2 separate regions of the Sus scrofa genome follow, and region 2 is linked to region 1. The links are chromatin contacts, called in public HiChIP or PLAC-seq maps. All regions are on one chromosome and are shown on one strand. The core of a region is the stretch at or near the end of the contact, and the rest is flanking DNA. Distances in the headings are between cores, read along the strand shown.

What was found. HiChIP or PLAC-seq counts read pairs in DNA pulled down with a chosen protein or histone mark.
Region 2: an H3K27ac HiChIP or PLAC-seq map of alveolar macrophages shows a contact between it and region 1. The contact joins the enhancer-like site here to the promoter of TUBA1B in region 1. A contact is called at or near these places in 3 of 5 promoter capture datasets (fetal liver, liver and skeletal muscle), 10 of 47 Hi-C or Micro-C datasets (alveolar macrophages, brain, embryonic fibroblasts and 6 more) and 2 of 2 datasets of contacts at active chromatin or transcription factors (alveolar macrophages and skeletal muscle).

What each region holds. Positions count from the first base shown.
Region 1 is chr5:15,150,013-15,155,843 of Sscrofa11.1, reverse strand. TUBA1B (tubulin alpha 1b) reads left to right here and starts at 2,224. Exons shown (of 4, transcript NM_001044544.1): 1 at 2,224-2,328; 2 at 3,672-3,894; 3 at 4,044-4,192; 4 at 4,454-5,615. The coding sequence starts at 2,326. The coding sequence ends at 5,434. LOC100127131 (tubulin alpha-1C chain) reads right to left here and starts at 2,328. Exons shown (of 6, transcript XM_013988248.2): 1 at 2,245-2,328.
Region 2 is chr5:15,234,788-15,240,758 of Sscrofa11.1, reverse strand. It overlaps LOC100127131 (tubulin alpha-1C chain), which reads right to left. Exons shown (of 6, transcript XM_013988248.2): 3 at 2,664-2,806. Among named protein-coding and RNA genes, the nearest start is that of PRPH, 46 kb to the left of the region's middle. Within about 2 kb of position 3,203, at least 51 of the 83 cell types and tissues checked have an H3K27ac peak or open chromatin away from gene starts, as enhancers often do. A contact at or near this core is called in alveolar macrophages, brain, fetal liver and 3 more, where this site is marked.

The sequences.
Region 1 (5,831 bases), core at 975-3,474:
TATCTGCTTTCTGAGCAAGGAGGCATTTGTATGATAGCAAATACCACCCGTTGAACATAGATAAGTGTGTCTAGAGAAACAGACACTCAATTACACAAAAATGGGGAACAAGTCCATGACTACAACTTTCATTTGATGACCTGCCTGATTTTTTTGGCCTAGTTAGCAGTTACCCTCAAGTATGGGCTCCTGGTTTAGAACCATCATACAAAGTGCTTTGTGTTTATTTCCTGTTAAATCTTTGTAGAAATGACTTACCCCGTAAAGTGATGCTAGCTCAACGCTTCAAGACAATCTCCAATGCTTAAGACCGTGGTAAGATATAGTTTAGATGGAAATGCCTAAGAGTTCGCCCCCCTTCCTCACTGTGGCCTCAATTATTTTAAATCTGCACTTTCCCACATGGGAGATGACAACCAGGAAAGGGTCCTTTTGGCACCAAGGGGAAAGATCTTGATCAAAGGGGGTAAATGTGTGAAATTCCTGTTGTGGCTCAGTGGTAACAAATCTGACTAGGCTCCAAGAGAATGCAGGTTTGATCCCTGGCCTCGATCAGTGGGTTAGGGATCCATCGGTTGTTGTAAGCTGTGGCATAGGTCACAGACAGGACTTGGATCCCACATTGCTGTGGCTGTGGTGTAGGCTTCAACCCCTAGCCTGGCAACTTCCAAATGCTGTGGGTGTGGCCATAAAAAGACAAAAAAAGGGGTGGTAGTGGTAAATGGATACATTAATAAAGGGAACTTTTTTTTTTTTTCTTTTTTTTTGGCTGTGTCCTTAACACACAGAAGTTCCCAGGCCTGGGATTGAACCCTTGCCATAGTAGTGACAACAGTGGATCCTTAACCTGCTGAGGAAACTCCAGGAAACTTCATTTTCAATGGAGTCAGGAAACCCTGAAGGCAGAACTCAACAACCTAGCACTATTTGCAACCTACCTAATCAGCAGGAAGAAGGATGATAAAAATGTTACTTTTCTTCTGGTTGGTACAAGGGAGGACATTTTCACATAGGAATTTTATCTCTAGCTTTTAAAAAAGTAAGGAAGATCACTGCCTGCCCCAGCAACAACACTAACCACTGCTTGCAGCCAATGAGAAATGGCCACATTCTTGAACTCTCCAAAGAACTTTTCTTTAAACAATCCTCCCCAATTTCTTTCTAAAATCTAATAAAATCCCCTCTCCTTTGTTCTCTGGATTTGTCTATGATTCCCCATAGCTTGCTTGTCCCAATTGCAATTCTCTGCTACTCCCAAATAAATCCATCTTGATGGTAAAAAAAACTGATTTATTTTTTGAGGTTGACAATGTATATAAATGTAAAATACTATGTTGTACACCTGAAAAACAACATTATATGTCAATTATGTTTCAATTAAAAAAAGTTTTACAAAACTCTAAACAGCACAAGGAATCTCTACTTCCTAACATCTTTCAGGATCAAACAATTTCTTCCCTCCCCAATTTTCAATTCAGCTACTAAATCTGAAATGTGCCTTGAAATATTTCTTTCTAAAAGGCCCTGTTCAATGAAGTTGGTTGGTTTAGGTCTAAAAATGGAGACTACTCTGCCCTTTTAACAGTTTAGATGTTCAGTGCTTAGGTACTTTTTGAATGACTGAAATACTATTTGCTTCCAATGTTCAGAACCTTTAGTTCAAAGGACAAGTCACGACGGTAATCCAAATACAACTACGCTGTTTTCTAAACCTTGCTCCTCCACATTAACAGGTAAATGCATTCGCAACTGCCTTTAAAGGAACTGAGAAGGGAAAAAGGCAAAACTCACTGACAAATTATGACAACGTGAAAATAATCAGCTGAGCTATCCAGACCAGAAGTTTCTGCATTTCCTGGTGCTTCATCTTTAAAATTGTGTGCTTCTTAAATCAGGATTCTTCCAAATTAAGGCAATCGAGCCTCCATCCCCGTCTCGGCCTATTCGGAACCTGCGCCCCACCCCCACCCTCACCCCCGCCCAGGCCCCGGCAGCCATGCGCCAAAGACTGCAGCACCCAAGCTCGAAGCCCGCAGGCGCGGCGGACCCCGCCCCGCAAGGCCGGCGCGGGGAGGTGGCTAGGGGCCAGGAGCCCGCCTCTGCGGAGGCCTAGTCGGACGCCGACTGGGTGCGCCGGGCCCGGGGAGGGGCCGGCGGCCATGGCGCCGCCTGCGCCCGCCCGCCCCTCCTCGGACCGCTATTTAAGGGGCTCCCGCGTAGCCTCCGCCTCAGTGCGTTACTCACCTCGACTCTTAGCTTGTCGGGGACGGTAACCAGGACTCGGTGTCTACTCCTGTTGCCTGCGCTTGCTGACCGGTAACCACCATGGTGAGTAGACTGCCCACCTCGCTCGGGAAGATGGGGAAGAACGAACCGGGGGAGCTCGAAGGCTTCTAGCTAGAGAGGGCTGGGGCCAGCGCTGTCCACTTGGAGGATGAAGAGCAGGGCGAGAGCCGAGGGTGGGAGTAGATACTGGAGAACCGCTGGGGCCCGGAAGTGGGAGGCCACCTTGTTTTCTTCTAGGACTCTGGAAGGGGATTGCAGGGCACCGGCTCTCCTTCACTGCGGTTGGGGCTCTCCTTTAGCCTTTAACTCCTGGGCGCGGTGCCCCGAGACCCTGCAGTCTTTTCCCGCGTGTTCCCATCCCCCTCTCCTTCCCCCCACCTCTGGCGGGCGCGCGCGCGGGCTCTCCCCGCCCTCACTTCCTCCTCAGCGCTAAAAGCGTAGGCGGGAAGGAGCTCGACACAAAAGCGCAGGCGCGACCGTTACCTTCCCGCCAGGGAGCGGTGGGAAAGCCCGCCACTGCAGAGTGCGCATGCGTGCTGGGGCGCTGCAGGTCTAGGGTTGGAGGGCGTGTCTCCTGCTACCCAGAGTTCTCTTAAAAAAGTGCAGTAATCAATATGGAGAAGGGTTCCTCACCATTGTGCGGCACCACGGCAGTGTATTAGGACAACTAGCTCTTAAGAGCATCTAAAAGCCATCTGTCCTCTTCTGCCTTAGGAATGTGTGTGGGAGCAGGTGGTGGTGAGGGGTTTTGAAGGAACGGAAATCGGATCTTGGTCCAGATCTGGGCCGCCGATAATCCCCTGCTGCGTTGTGACGGATGTGGAGATGCTGGGCAGCGTAGGACGGTTGGCGATGGCTGCGTCTCTGCAGACGTGGCTGTCACGAGCCTTTGCAGCTGCGCAGCTCAGAGGCTGCAGGGAGCAGCGGGGGCGCGCACGCGCGCACGCCCCCTCTGAATTGCTCATTCATGCTGTGCCGCAGAGCTCCGCCCCTCCTCCCTGTGGCCAGACATTTCCTCTGCACTGCTCTGGCCATGTGCTTCCTGAGCTGGGAGCTGTCCGGAAGTCTGGCCACCTCCTCTAAAATGGGATTCTGAGGCCTGAAGGCTAGATGATGGCCTTCTCCCTATCTTGATCCTTCAAAGGAGGAAGCGATGACTAAGCTCTTCTTGGCCTGGAAAGATGCCTTCTCAATTTAGAGGAGAAAAGGAAATTAATCAAAAGTAATATAGATCAAAAGTAAAGACCTTCTTCCCTAGATTTAAAAGAAATACATTTTCATTCATTTCAAAAGAGGAAATTTGTAAAATTAACCATCCATAAGCATCTGTTCTGCTTCTTTCACCACTAATTGGTTTCATCTTTTTTTTCCCTACTTTCTCACAGCGTGAGTGCATCTCCATCCACGTTGGCCAAGCTGGTGTCCAGATCGGCAATGCCTGCTGGGAGCTCTACTGCCTGGAACACGGCATCCAGCCCGATGGCCAGATGCCGAGTGACAAGACCATTGGGGGAGGAGATGACTCCTTCAACACCTTCTTCAGTGAGACAGGCGCTGGCAAGCATGTGCCCAGGGCAGTGTTTGTAGACCTGGAACCCACAGTCATTGGTGAGTTGACCTCAGGCACCCGAGTGAGATCCCGGAGCAGGGGAGTCTAGGTCAGGAGGTGTGTCTTGGGGGCTCCACGGCAGCCCTGGGGTGGAGCAGGCTTGTGCAGGTTGTAAGTGAGGGGTGGCTGCTTTGTTTTCCTTTTCCAGATGAAGTTCGCACTGGCACCTACCGCCAGCTCTTCCACCCTGAGCAGCTCATCACAGGCAAGGAAGATGCTGCCAATAACTATGCCCGAGGTCACTACACCATTGGCAAGGAGATCATTGACCTCGTCTTGGACCGAATTCGGAAACTGGTACGTTTATTCTCAAGGATAAAGTAAATTAATGCACCTAAGGGAGCCATTTGAAATACGCTCTTTTTTCTTTCAAACACAGAATTGAAATGTGACACAATTCTTCCTTTCTAGGTTTTTAAAAATTCAATTAAAATAGGAAATATTTGATGTCACTTTATAAATATCAATGCAGGTGTTTTTAATAAAGAAATGCTGGGTAATTTCAGGTATCACAGAAAGCAATAACTGTATCTTTCTCGTATTCCTCTTTTCTAACAGGCTGACCAGTGCACAGGTCTTCAGGGCTTCTTGGTTTTCCACAGCTTTGGCGGGGGAACGGGTTCTGGGTTCACCTCCCTGCTGATGGAACGTCTCTCTGTCGATTATGGCAAGAAGTCCAAGCTGGAGTTCTCCATTTACCCAGCCCCCCAGGTTTCCACAGCTGTAGTTGAGCCCTACAACTCCATCCTCACCACCCACACCACCCTGGAGCACTCTGATTGTGCCTTCATGGTAGACAATGAGGCCATCTATGACATCTGTCGTAGAAACCTCGATATTGAACGCCCAACCTACACTAATCTGAACCGCCTTATTAGCCAAATTGTGTCCTCCATCACTGCTTCCCTGAGGTTTGATGGGGCCCTGAACGTTGATCTGACAGAATTCCAGACCAACCTGGTGCCCTACCCCCGCATCCATTTCCCTCTGGCCACATACGCCCCTGTCATCTCTGCTGAGAAAGCCTACCATGAACAGCTTTCTGTAGCAGAGATCACTAATGCTTGCTTTGAGCCAGCCAACCAGATGGTGAAATGTGACCCTCGCCATGGTAAATACATGGCCTGCTGCCTGTTGTACCGTGGTGACGTGGTTCCCAAAGACGTCAATGCTGCCATTGCCACCATCAAGACCAAGCGCAGCATCCAGTTTGTGGACTGGTGCCCCACTGGCTTCAAGGTTGGCATTAATTACCAGCCCCCCACTGTGGTCCCTGGTGGAGACCTGGCCAAAGTACAGCGGGCAGTGTGCATGCTGAGCAACACCACAGCCATCGCTGAGGCCTGGGCTCGCCTGGACCACAAGTTTGACCTGATGTATGCCAAGCGTGCCTTTGTTCACTGGTACGTGGGTGAGGGCATGGAGGAAGGAGAGTTTTCTGAGGCCCGTGAGGACATGGCTGCCCTTGAGAAGGATTACGAGGAGGTTGGTGTGGATTCTGTTGAAGGAGAGGGAGAGGAAGAAGGCGAGGAATACTAATTACCATTCCTTTAAGCCCTGCAGCATGTCATACGCAGAACTTCAGCTTCAGCATAAGCTGACAGGAGTAAAAGCTTTCTGATTAGATTGTCTTCACTTTCAACTGTGATCATGTATTTTCCATGTGTACCTGTAAGTTTTTTTCTGTCATGTCTCAAAAAGTAAATGCTTTAAGAAAGAAGGTTGGACTTAAGTGTTTTTTCCTACCACTCTACACCTGAAAGTCTGCAACAAGGTGGTAACATCAAGGCTTTCACTCCTTATCTGGATATTCCTATGGAAGTGAGGAACACTGGCCTGGAAAAGCAGAAGAGCTGGATTCCAAAATTGATCTGTTAACATCCCTCAACTAGTTTTGGAATCTAGGTCATAGGGCTTGGAAAATGTAGATCCAGAT
Region 2 (5,971 bases), core at 1,954-4,453, 84 kb before region 1:
ACTATGGCAGTAGAATTAGGTAGGTCTCATCCATGAGGGCTTGGTTATTGAAACTCCAAAGGAGGTTTTGATAAAACACTGACAGTATGTGGAAGTCACATGATGTGGACCCCCAAGAACTACATAAGCAGTTAGGTTCCCATAAGTTACACTGTTGGTTAAACTACTTCATCTCTTTCAGGAAAACCAGTATAAGCTCTTCCCAGAACACAAAAACTCATTTTTGTTAGAATGTTATCATCAAGCTCTGGAGGGTCAGTACTCTGATAACATTTTTCCATTACTGGCATTTCCCACTAGTGATACCATATTTTTCCAGATGGGTGGGCCAACTGTAATTCTGCTCTAAAATTGTGCTTTCACTTTTACATGTCAAGGGAAACCATAAAAAAAAAAAAAAAAACAAACCCAAAATACAACTTACAGAATGGGAGAAAATGGTTTCAAATGATGCAACTGATAAGGGCTTGATCTCTAAAATATACAAACAACTTATACAACTACTCAACAGCTAAAAAGCCAACAACCCAATGGAAAAATGGACAAAATACCTGAATAGACATTTCTCCAAAGAAGATATACAGATGGTCAACAAGCACATGAAAAAATGCTCAACATCACTGATTATCAGAGAAATGCAAATCAAAACTACTATGAGGTACCACCTCACACCTGTCAGAATGGCCATCATTAAAAAGCCCACAAATAATAAATGCTGAAGAGGGTGTAGAGAAAAGGGAACCCTCCTGCACTGTTGGTGGGAATGTAAATTGGTACAATCACTATGGAAGACAATATGGCAGTAACTTAGAAAAAGAAAACTATACATAGAACTAACATATTACCCAGCAGTCCCACTCTTGGGCATATATCTGGATAAAACTTTCCTTGAAAAAGACACATGGACCCACATGTTCATTGCAGCACTATTCACAATAAGCCAAGACATGGAAACAACCTAAATGTCCATCAACAGATGATTGGATTAGGAAGATATGGTATACATACACAATGGAACATTATTCAGTCATAAAAAGAACAAAATAATGCCATTTGCAGCAACATGGGTGGAACTAGAGACTCTCATACTAAGTGAAATAAGTCAGAAAGAGAAAAACAAATACTATATGATATCACTTATATCTGGAATCTACTGTATGGTACAAATGAACCTTTCCACAGAAAAGAAAATCACAGACATGGGGAACAGGTTTGTGGTTGCCAAGGGGGAGGGGGAGGGAGTGGGATGGATTGGGAATTTGGGGTTAATAGATGCAAACTGTTGCCTTTGGAATGGATAAGCAATGAGATCCTGCTGTATAGCACTGGGAACTACATCTAGTCACTTAGCAATGGAGCGTGATAATGAAAGAAAAAAGAATGTATTCACGTATGTGTAACTGAGTCACTTTGCTGTCCAGTAGAAAATTGACAGAACACTGTAAACCAACTATAATGGAAAAAATAAAAATCATTATAAAATAAAAAAAAATTTATTCAAATAAGATAAAATTCTGCTTACTTCCAGTGCCCCAAGCATTTTCAGACTATGGCATTTAACAAAGTTTCCAGTAATGGTGAATTGAGATTTGTGCTCAAGTATGTATATAAATGGGTTTGCAAATGGGTTTAGACTTTTGTGTGGAAAGGGCCCGAAGTCTCCTAAATAGAAAAATCATCAAGTAAATCAGAACTGACTTAAGAGTTTGGAAAATGATAGCAGGGCTTACTGACCTTATATCACACCATGGCCAAAACCACATTTTTAATACCTCCCTACTCCCAGGTTAATTTTATTTCTGTCACCCTCTTCATCCTTTAAAATTCCTTCCATTCAGCAAAATCAGTTCCATTCAAGAGAACAAATACATTGTGACTTCTGTTCCTGATACTTCCCTGTGTGCCTTGATGGAAAATAGAGTTTTAGTTTTCAGCATTGCACCTGCAAACTGTACAGATGTAATGAAATGAGTTAAACCTCCTCTTCCAAAGCTCCAGGTTTTCCTATGAGAACACCCCTATAACATATGCCAGTTCATTTAGGCTGGAGGGCTCCTCAAAACTGAGGCCATTTTTTTTGCGGGGGGGGGGGGATCTTTTTGCCTTTTCTAGGGCCGCTCCTGCGGCATATGGAGGTTCCCAGGCTAGGGGTCTAATCAGAGCTATAGCCACTGGCCTACGCCAGAGCCACAGCAATGTGGGATCCGAGCCACCTCTGCAAGCTACACCACAGCTCACAGCAATGCCATATCCTTAACCCACTGAGGAAGGCCAGGGATTGAACCCTCAATCTCATGGTTCCTAGTCCAATTCATTAACCACTGAGCCATGACAGGAACTCCTGAGGCCATTTCTTGTAGCGGGTCAAGTTAGTTTCTTCTATTTTTTTTTTTTTTTGGCACAGGGAGGTTCCCAGGCTAGGGACCAATTGGAACTGTAGCCGCCGGCCTACTCCACAGCCACAGCAATGCCAGATCCAAGCTGCGACTTCGACCTACACCACAGCTCAAAGCAACGCTGGATCCTTAACCCACTGAGCAAGGCCAGGGAGCGATCCTGCATCCTCATGGATCCCAGTCAGATTCGTTTCCGCTGCGCCACAAAGGGAACTCCAAAAGTTAGTCTCTTTTTAGATAAGTCAACTGCACGTGAATGCTACCTACCTTGGTGGCAGGCCTTCCTTGGGCAGAAGGCCAGACCTTCACCTGCAACCTTCCCCAGCAAGGTCTTGCAGTGTCGCGCCACTTCCAGCAGATGGCGCCGCAGCTGAATTTTCGCGGCCTGTTCTCTAAATCTGCGGAAGAGTCTGAATAAACAGGAAGAGGAGTTTGCTTTTTTGTTTTTTAAGCATTCCATTTTTCAACATATATTGCCTTCTCTGTTAGCTCAGGGGCTCTTTTTATTTGACTAAGTTGAAATGCATTTGAGATATTGTAAAAAAAATCAGTGATTACGCAATCCCAAATACATTTTATTTGATTTTAAGAATTTCCGCTCTTTCAAAGGACTCAAGAAGCAAGCTTTCAAGTAGCATAAATTGTCACAAGAGCACAATGGTTCAAAGATGTTAGTAGACAGTGCTGGGTAAAGAAAGGCGGCCTCAAAAAAAAAAAAAAAAAACAAGCAAGGCGTGGCAGGGGGAGTAGCCTCGCGGGGCCGCAGCGGAAGTGACCTTGGAGGCGGGCGGGGCGGCGGTCGCGGGCGCCCTGGAAACAGGGCCGCCTGCTGGTGAAACGGGGGAAAGCTCGGACCTCGCCAGAGGCTGCGGCTTCGCTCCCCACACCACTTAGTCCCAACAGACATTCTGAACACGTTTGCACTCAAGATGCACGTTACGCCCCCTCCCCAACAAAACTGAAAGTAATGGGCACAACCAGACCAGTCTTTCTGTGGAGAAAAGAAACTTTAGAGGCCTCTTGTGGTTTGGGATACAATGTTTCAAAGTGCTTTTCTGTTGCTAATGTTTCCTAAAGCTAAAGATTGGCTTTGAATTTTATGGTATAATTATTATTTAAAGCAATCATAAAGGAGTGAAAAATATAACCTGATGGAGCTCTTTTTCATTAGCCCATCCTGCTTTAAGTTACTGACAAAAGAGTAAAAGAGGTAACCAGCAGCAAACCGGAAAAAACGGGCAGAGGGTTGAATTTCAAGGTGGTTGTGCTTATCATTTCTCATTACAGCCCCTCATTTTTATTCCAGGGCTGTTGCAGTTCCATTTCTAGAGTCCCTCCTCCTCTCCCCACTTCCTTTTTCTCTTCACTCATTTGACAGGAGCCTCCGCAATCATCTGCCTAGAATACGTCATCGTCATCCACTGGGAGAGAATTGTGGTACCACCTTTCTCCCCCTATGGCTGAAGCCCACAGAAAGAGGATGACGGTTGCGCTTCAGCTCTTGAGCCAGCGCGATTGCTGGAATCGTAACCTGCAAGATGATGCCAAAGCGCAGCTTCCCCCTTTTTATGCTGCATAGAGCTTTATGTTGCCCTTCATTAAGCTGATGCTTTCTCCTACAGAGCCCTGTCCTTCACGATGCCCAAATGATGCACTAATAACCTTCTCATCCCTTCCACTTGCAGATATTCAGTGCATTAAGTGTAAGAATTGCACATCTTTTTTTTTTTTTTTTTTTCTAGTAAGGGAGTGAAGGCCCATAGGTGGACAGTTTCATTAGACCAGTCATGCTGTTTATCAGGTTCCTGTTCTCTGATATGCAAAGCCCCATCTCCCATCAAGGTATATAGTTGCAGGCATTAATTACAGGCTCTGGTTCAAAGCAGACCCTCTCTTTTTGAGCAGTAGTGCCAGAAATTAGGAACCCAACTGGAACAGAAGCTTCCTGAGTATCCTGGAGAAGGAAAGTTGGGCCTGAGTCCTGTACATAACCACTGCAGACTTCACAATCTGGATCCTACCACATGAACACTGAGAGCTCAGTGTTTGGAGGACAAAGAGGAGTAATGGATATATAGTAACTTAGTCAACAGGGACAGGATCCAAGACATGCCTGACATTTATTTATCTGCAGAGAAACAGAAATAAGGAGGGGAATATCTCTCTAAGTGTTACTCCTCCTTCGGGGAGAGGACACATGAACAGGGCAGCTGATAACATTAATATTGTGCAGGCAAGCACACATCTCCACACATCCCCAGGACTGCTGAACCAAGTGTTATTCAACTAATCAGCAGGGCCACAGCTTTGAGCCTCTCCTGCTGCAGTGCTCAGAGGGAGTAGGCTCAGACAAAGCCAAGTGGCTTCTCTGAGGGGGAGGGTGCCTACTTTCTCTTTGTTCCTCCTTGGAAACTGAGCTCTCTCTGAAGTCTCATATACCAGCTGCGTTCACCTCTTGGAGGAGGGTAAAATAAGTTAATTCCCAATAAATATTGGACAGCATATTTTTGGAGCCCTGAACACTGACTGTAAAATGCAAGGTCAAACTCTTTTTAGAATTCTAACAGGCTGTAGGTTTTATCCTGGGTTTCTAGGCAAAAAGTTCAGAAAGGTGCCTCTATCAAATAAAAACTAAAGGGTCACCTTCAGAAAGGGGGAGTAGAGACAGTGTTTTGAATCCTACTTAACCTAATAATAGATGTCCTGTGCCTTACTCTTAAGAATCTCTTCCTCACAGACACATGATTTAATGATCAAATTCCTTTGTCTATTAAGAAATCTCTTCAGCTGTGGAAAGGCTTTCTGAGAAATCACACCTTTTTATACTATAGGTGATTTTTTTCTCATAAGAATTATATAACATAGTTCCTTTAAAGGTAAAAGCATTCAAAATTGTCTATTCCTGACTTAACTGTGGAATTAAGACAAAGGGTGTTTGTTCTTGTATCAGGAATAGGCCTGCCACTCCCCAAGCACTCACAGCATCTGTTCCCTCGACTGATTTTTAAACCAAAAGTCACACATGGCTTCTGTGCTTGACAGCTGAGGTGGCCTTTTATATCCAGTTGGAATTTCAGTTTTGGCTGGAATGAGCTTGCATACACAACAGAAAATGGACTTTGTTGGTCAGAGAAAGCTTACTGATCTGAGGACTAGGCTGACATTTTAGAAATACTATAGGTTCATTTCCTGGAACTTGCTCCCCAAAATAAAGTACCTTCAGTCTCTTTACATGACATCATCAGGCTCTTTAAGACGATCCTTATTCCCTTGGGATTTTATTTGCTCATTAAATATCAGCTATTTTGTCCTGAGCAATCTGCATTTTTCTACTCAGCTAAGCCTCAGGCCCTGTGGAGAGCAGCTCTTCTCTACCAGCTCCTGGGGACCTCATTCTTTCCAGCATTCTAAGGGAAAGTGAGAGCAACCCCCAGCCAGGAAACCAGCCCAGCAAAAGTATACAATCTGATGGCTTGAGCTTCGAAAATAATTCTGAAACTAGACAAGAAGTGAATAAGCAGGTATTAAAAGATTATATATATATACCTTTATAATTAACAGGAAATTTGTATAAA